2 separate regions of the Zea mays genome follow, and region 2 is linked to region 1. Evidence: chromatin contacts called from public Hi-C data. All regions are on one chromosome and are shown on one strand. Each heading gives the region's core, a stretch centred on a gene start, on an enhancer-like site or on the middle of the called end of the contact. The rest is flanking DNA. Distances are from core to core; before and after follow the strand shown. Region 1 holds the start of LOC103639377 (2-oxoglutarate (2OG) and Fe(II)-dependent oxygenase superfamily protein). Region 2 has its middle 10 kb from the start of LOC103639380.

Region 1 (3,386 bases), core at 609-3,108:
TCTGTTGTCTATGTACTAGAACTCCCCCTCTACGTGGCATGTCCATGTGGCTGGACCTCGCTGCTCCCAACATTGTTCAGACTACCATTCTGCTACTCCATACCTACAGCTAACTTCTCATCAGCAGAGCCGCCACCACCGTTTGAGCTCCCATTGCATTCTGGTTTTTCCTCAGCTGTGTCAGATCTCTTTGTTGGCGAGTTCTTAGGAGAAAGACTGCCATTCGACATCTCCTTGCCAGTGATCTTATTATGCAGGTAAGCAGATGAACCTTGTGGGGAGCTGGGTTCGCCATGGCCATGAGAAGCTGGCATCGTCTGATGAGGCAGAGGGTGTCCTGATCCCGGAGGAGTGTTTGAGCGTAAGAGCAGTACACAGCTAGGGGCGACTAGGGGCCATATGTGATAATCCAAATGGCAGCAGAGAGAGGTGGGAGGGTTTGTTTGTAATATGGCAGCGGTTGTACGGAATTTAAAATGGGGCTATTTATATTTGTACCCTTAGTTTATCACATTCCTCGTTTGTATGCTTAGTTGTGTTTTTTTTTCTCAGTTTTCACAACTAAAGGCCTATTTGGGAACATCATATTTTCTTAGTCCCAAGACAATATCATGGTATTTGAGTATAACATGGTATTTTAGACTAAAAGATGTTTGGAAGCACATCTAAAAACTCTGTATTTTAAACCATGGTTTTACCAATACCACAATATTTTTGGGGTAAAAAAAACTTTGGTCCGGACCGAAGTTTTTGGCTCACGCAGCTGCAGTCTTCTCTTCTACACTACAACTAAAATACTTTGTCTTCAAACATGTGTTAGATTAGACTGATGTAAAATATACTATAGTGGTATTATAAACTACGGTTTTGAGAAATAGAGTTCCCAAACAGGTCCTAAGAGTAAAAATGAGGACACCAGCAAAAATAAGGTTATCACCTTTAAAATGTGTATATGAGCACCAAAACTCCTTGAGCACGGGATATGTCAAGTTTTTTGCTATTATAGGTCTCCTTTTAACAGGCTTTTGCTTTATGGTACTCTTAAAATAACCTTCCATAATAGTATTTATAAGTGGTGTTACTCTTTAAAATAATATTCTAGCCCTTTTTATATTCCTTTTTTTTTCTTTTTTCCCTGTCTTCTAAACTGCTCATATTGCCCCTGTCCCCAATCTGCATCTGTTCAGCGCCGCTGCAAATGAACAAATCCATCTCAAGCCTCTGCTATCTTTCTCCAGCGTTGGGCTCAAGTTTAGTAAGGATGCAAAGCATTATCACAAGTCAGCGTTGATTCTTTCCATAGTAAAATCAAAAGAAAATGTAAACATTGCGGTTAGATGATCATACTGTGCAGGTCATGCTCTATCGATATTTAGACCTGATGATTATCCTCTGTATGTTTAGTTTCTGAACACATCAGTTCACACCTATATAATCCAGCAATCATGCCTTGAATAAAAATGGTGTTACAGTTTCTGAACACAACAGGTTTCAAAACGGTGTTTACAGTTTCTAAACACATCAGTTCACAACAATACGAGCAGTTTAGAAGATGAGGAAAAACAAAGGGAAAAAGAAATATAAAAAGGATATACTATTATTTTAAAAAGTAACACTACTTATAAATACTATTATAGAAAAGATTATATTGATATCATAAGGTAGAAAAGCTTGTTAAAAGAAAACCTATAATACCAAAAAAAACTCAATTGCTGGAGACAGCCCGAAGAGGGACGATAAAATCTGATATTTGTTATCAGCAAGAAACAGATTTGTAAAATTGTCATCAGACCCATATTTTATAGAACCAACTGGACTCACAGTTTATATACATAACAAGAAGACATTGTGAGTGACAAAAGTTCAATTATCTTAAAACAGGATTGGCAACAACAGTACTCCGTACAACACTGTGACCAAGGAATCGGGCTTTAGGGATCCCTATGTCCAGTACCACCACCTCGCCTCCGCCGCCGGCCGCCGGGGACCATCCCCGCGTTCTGCTCCGAGGTTTCCTCTCCCGTGAGACATGCAAGGTACTCTCCTTCCTTCCCGAAACCACTGTTCCACTGAAGCTTGGCGCTTAGAACCCTAAACCTTAGCTGCTCGGTTCGGTCTGGAATCGCTTCACGGGCGCGGCGCGTGCGTGCGGCAGGAGCTGGAGTTCGTGCACCGGAGCTGCGGCGCAGCGGGGTACCGCCCCTCGGTGATATCGACATCTCTGCCGCACCTGGCGGCCACCGGCTGCGGCCACCTCCTGCTCCCGTTCGTGCCCGTCCGCGAGCGCCTCCGCGACGCTGTGGAGTCCTTCTTCGATTGCCACTTCGATCTCTTCATCGAGTTCACCGGGCTTATCAGGTGCACAGTCGTCGTGTTGCGTGGACTTCGCTTCCTATGTGTTTGGCTGTACCGGTTTAGCTCCAGCATTTTTGTAAGTGGCAAGTTTAACGCCAGCATCAAATTAGTGCTCTCAGCGTTTCTCTGCAGACTGCCGAGTGCGGTGTGACGTGTGAGTATGGGTGCTTTGTTCAGCTACCTTAAGGGTCTGTTTGGATATACATGGCTAGTTACCGGTTTGGATAAAAATTAGCTATGATTGTCCAGCTAGTTGGCAAAGAACTAGTTGAAGTAACTAAAAAAATACTCCATATATCTACCTTCCTGTTTGGATGCATTAGAGCTATTTTGAGCTAAAATTAGCTAGCTAACAGTTACCTCATGGTATCCAATCATACCCTTATTGTGTTGATCAAATTCACAATGTTTCTCACGGGATTAACAGCTGCTGTAGAGTGTTTCCATGTGGTGCCCATACCAATGATCGACCGGGCTTGTCAGATTTATATAATTATACTAGTGGCTGAACAGTATTCAGTGTTGGGCTAGTAGCGTGAATGATTTGGTACCATGTTGATAAATTTGGCCATTATTGCGATAGTTTTCTTTACTATGTGATGATTAATTTGTATAATGAGATTACATACCTTGCATGTGTACTGCATAAGCTATATGCAGTTTTATCATTTTATCAACACTACATGCACATTCCTTAAAAGTGGAACATCACATCTGAACGTTCTTATAGTCCTTGACACAACGTGCTCCCACTTAAACCATGTTCGCTATGCAGTTGGTGCAAGGGAGCTTCTATTGGATGGCACAGTGATGACAACAAGCCTTATCTTAGGCAAAGGGCATTCACAGTAAGGATCTATCTTTATTTTTCCCTTGCAGTTTCGTCAGTTTAGCTAAGGCCTATTCCTGTTTATATGTTGCATCTATTGCGCCTATGCTTGTTTTGGGTTTGTGGCGCATCATGCTAAAGTGATTACTGTCTCTGTTATCTGGGACCCACTTCACAACACTTCAGTCTCTAGAGTCTAGAC
Region 2 (3,386 bases), core at 658-3,157, 160 kb after region 1:
GATTTGGGTCGGGAACGTCCACGGCGGGGTTGGTGGCTGCGCAGCGGGCGCTGACGAGCGGGGTCGACGGGGGGCGGGGCCGCCGTGCGCACGAACGCCAGGCACTACCGGGGGCGGGCGCTGCCGGGGCGGGCTCCTCGTGGACGGGCGCTGCTGGGGGTGGGAGAGACGGTCGCGGGGTGGAAGCTGTCGGGGGCGGGCGCTGCCGGAGCAAGCTCCTCGGGGGCGGACGCAGGCGGGCGGCGAGTACTCGAGGCCGGGACGGCGGCCGCGGTTGGGAGACCGGCGGGCGGCGGCTCCTCGCGGCAGACTGGCGGGCAGACCGGCGCGGCCGGACCGGCGGGCGCGGCGGGCGCGGTCTAGACGGCGGGCGCGGCCGGCAGCGGCCGGGGGCGGGCGGTGGCCGGGGGCGGCCGGGGCGGGCGGCGGCAGGGCAGGGGCGGCGCGAAGGAGAATGGCGCGCGGGCGTCTGAGAGATGAGAGAAGATATTTTGTGAAAGGTGAGAGAAGAGGGAGGTAAAAGCTAAAAACATAACTTCCTAGAGTAAAGCCGTAGGAAGTTAGGTAACTTCCTAGGGTTTATGCTTTGCCTCTAGGAAGTTAATTAACTTCCTACAGCCGGCTGTAGAAAGTTAGATTTTCGTTTGATCGGTCAACAGATGAATCCTAACTTCCTAGAGTAAAGCCGTAGGAAGTTAGGTAAGCAGCTAACTTCCTAAAGCCAGCCGTAGGAAGTTATGTTTTTGGTTGACTCGTCAATAGCTCAAAGCTAACATCCTAGAGGAGGTCGTAGGAAGTTATTTTGGCAGCTAACTTCCTAGAGCCAGCCGTAGGAAGTTAGCTATTCTACTGGCTTGTGAACGGATGAAACCTAACTTCCTAGAGGAGGCCGTAGGAAGTTAACTGGGCAGCTAACTTCTTAGAGCCAGCCGTAGGAAGTTAGCTATTCTATTGGCTTGTGAACGGATGAAACCTAACTTCCTAGAGCCAGCCGTAGGAAGTTAGTTAAGTTCCTACGGTTTTGTAACTTCCGACAGCTTTTATAAAAAACTGTAGGAAGTTATGTTTATTTCCTAGAGGTATCAGTTGCCTCTCGGAAGTTATGTATTTCCTACGGTTTTATATAAAAGCTGTAGGAAGTTAAAAAACCGTAGGAAGTGTATGATTTTGGTGTAGTGTATCAATGGGTCCTCAAACCTTATGACATCTAGGGGGAGAGAGAGAGATCTACATGTGGGCTTTACTGGCACTGCAACCCTCATGCAGGACTCACTTGTCAAAGCCTGAGCCATGGGGATTCATTGTAACGTGACTTGACACATTGAAGCACAAAGTAACTCGAGGTCCAAATTACGAGCTCAGAGAACTAGATGACACATGACGATAAATTTAGGAACTATACATGATTCTACTCTTAAAATTAATCGCTCCTTAGATCTTGTTTCCTATACATCCATATCCATATGCACACGTTGGACCTTGACCATTCTTCCAAGTCGTCCCATGTCGTCGTTGTTTTCCTTCGGGAATCGATCCTTTTATAAAAAGAATAAAGTAGCTATCTGTATGTATAATGGTCCAATGTCCTAGGATTCGTTCTCGAGAAAGAAGAGACCAAAAAAACGAATGATTTCACGGAATAATAATCTGATTTTTTTTGTAGTTTTTTGTTTGATGAAATGACATGCTTTGCTTTACGTGTGGCAAAGCTCAGAGAATATATCTATCTAGAATTTATGAGAATCGGAAAGTACTATGCGCGGAGAAAAAGAACCTCAGATTGGATAGCGAGGCCCACGATACGGTACTGGACCGGCGTGGTGGCGTATAGCAAAGCAAGGCAAGGTTGCACTGCTTGCTATGCTACTCGTGTCGTGGGCTTGGCATCAATGCTTCCGTTCCCCGTCCCTGCAACTGCAACGCGAAAGTGGGGGCACTGCAACAGCACAGCACAGCAGATGAGATGACAGCCTACCCTTTAAGCAAAAGGAACCAAAAAACGCCTTTTACTCGTGGCCTGCGTTCTTCACGTGCGAAACAGCTTTCACCGCACGCCGCCAGGGCCATCCGTTTCACCCGGCGCTGAATGCTCCGGTAAGAGAACACACACACTGGCCATGTCCCTTTTTACTGCAGAGAATATGCTCTGTCTGTGCAGTGCACCTGCGCTTACTACATACCATGGGTTACTATTACTACAGAGAAATCGCATATTTTTCCCCCTTATCAGAAGCAGATAAAACGGCAGCATTATTACAAAGTGGAGTACAGTTCATTTGGTCTTTTCTCCCTGAGGATTAGATCATAATCAAGGGCAAAGAATTGATGTTACTCTGATAAGATTGGCAGTACTGTTTGACCAGGCTAGCTAGAAAAGCAAGTATTATTCCCTAGACAAGACGACGTCCTACACACGGCTACAACCTGCGAAGCATCTAAACATGCTTGGCGGTGCTCGGCGATATATACACGGTAGCAATTTAGGAAAGCTGTGATAGCGCAATGACACCGTCGCGGCCTTTGCAAAATTGCTTTTGTTTTTCTCAGGAGTTTAACACTGAAGCACAGACTGACAGACATCTGGTCCTGCAATGAGCAGGAGGTCCCTAATCCTGGCGAGACCCCACGGCGGCCCCTCCGTGACCGTGAGGTCGCTGCTCATGAGGAGCCGTGGCTGATGCCGCTGATCAGTGCTTGCGAGAGGATCGGGCGGGTTTAGGGTTTAGAGTTGGCCGACGGCGAATGAAGCGAGTACGCGTTGGTTGTTTTGTTTTGTTTGATATGCTGTGTACTTGTTGTTGTTTTTTTGGTTAAGGAACACTTTATTAAACTCAAGAGTTAGCATTAACGCCGATACAACATGAGTTTATGCCCATCCTCTGCACAACTACGAGGTGCACACAGCCTATATGCGGTTCTTCGAGAGGAACGACTACAAGCTTTCCTGGGCGGTGTCAGCCGCCCAGGCGGTGCCACTCTCCATGGCCTCCCACACGGCCCGCCGGTCGGGGGGGGGAGGGGGGCGTGAACGGGCCAGTGGACCATGCATGTACAGGCCCACATACACCATCTGAAGATTGCTGCATAGGGATGGTTGCGCCAAGGCATGAGCTCAAACTTGATTTTTACGATCATAAATACAACGCATTAGAGTTATCTATGTCTCTCACGTTGGCTTGATAAGTTGATATGTACGGTAACTATCTGGATTCACGCACATCTCTTACGTCGGGGTTGTATATGACATCTCGTTGACCACTATAACAACATTTACATTATATCTATCATTATTTGAGCTAAAAAATGGGAATTTTTATACTCAAACCAGGGTGTGCTACCCATTATACCGCATGCACGGTAGAAAAAGGGAATCGGTTAATTTATGG

What was found. A called contact is a pair of places that touch in the nucleus more often than the background predicts.
Region 2: a Hi-C map of ear shows a contact between it and region 1, with 2.0 times the contacts expected there. The contact joins the enhancer-like site here to the promoter of LOC103639377 in region 1. A contact is called at or near these places in 2 of 25 Hi-C or Micro-C datasets (ear and leaf).

What each region holds. Positions count from the first base shown.
Region 1 is chr9:150,092,892-150,096,277 of Zm-B73-REFERENCE-NAM-5.0, forward strand. LOC103639377 (2-oxoglutarate (2OG) and Fe(II)-dependent oxygenase superfamily protein) reads left to right here and starts at 1,859. Exons shown (of 9, transcript XM_035962707.1): 1 at 1,859-2,036; 2 at 2,156-2,358; 3 at 3,131-3,203. The coding sequence starts at 1,944.
Region 2 is chr9:150,250,339-150,253,724 of Zm-B73-REFERENCE-NAM-5.0, forward strand. No RefSeq gene overlaps it. Among protein-coding and RNA genes, the nearest start is that of LOC103639380, 10 kb to the left of the region's middle. Within about 2 kb of position 1,908, at least 19 of the 20 cell types and tissues checked have an H3K27ac peak or open chromatin away from gene starts, as enhancers often do. A contact at or near this core is called in ear and leaf, where this site is marked.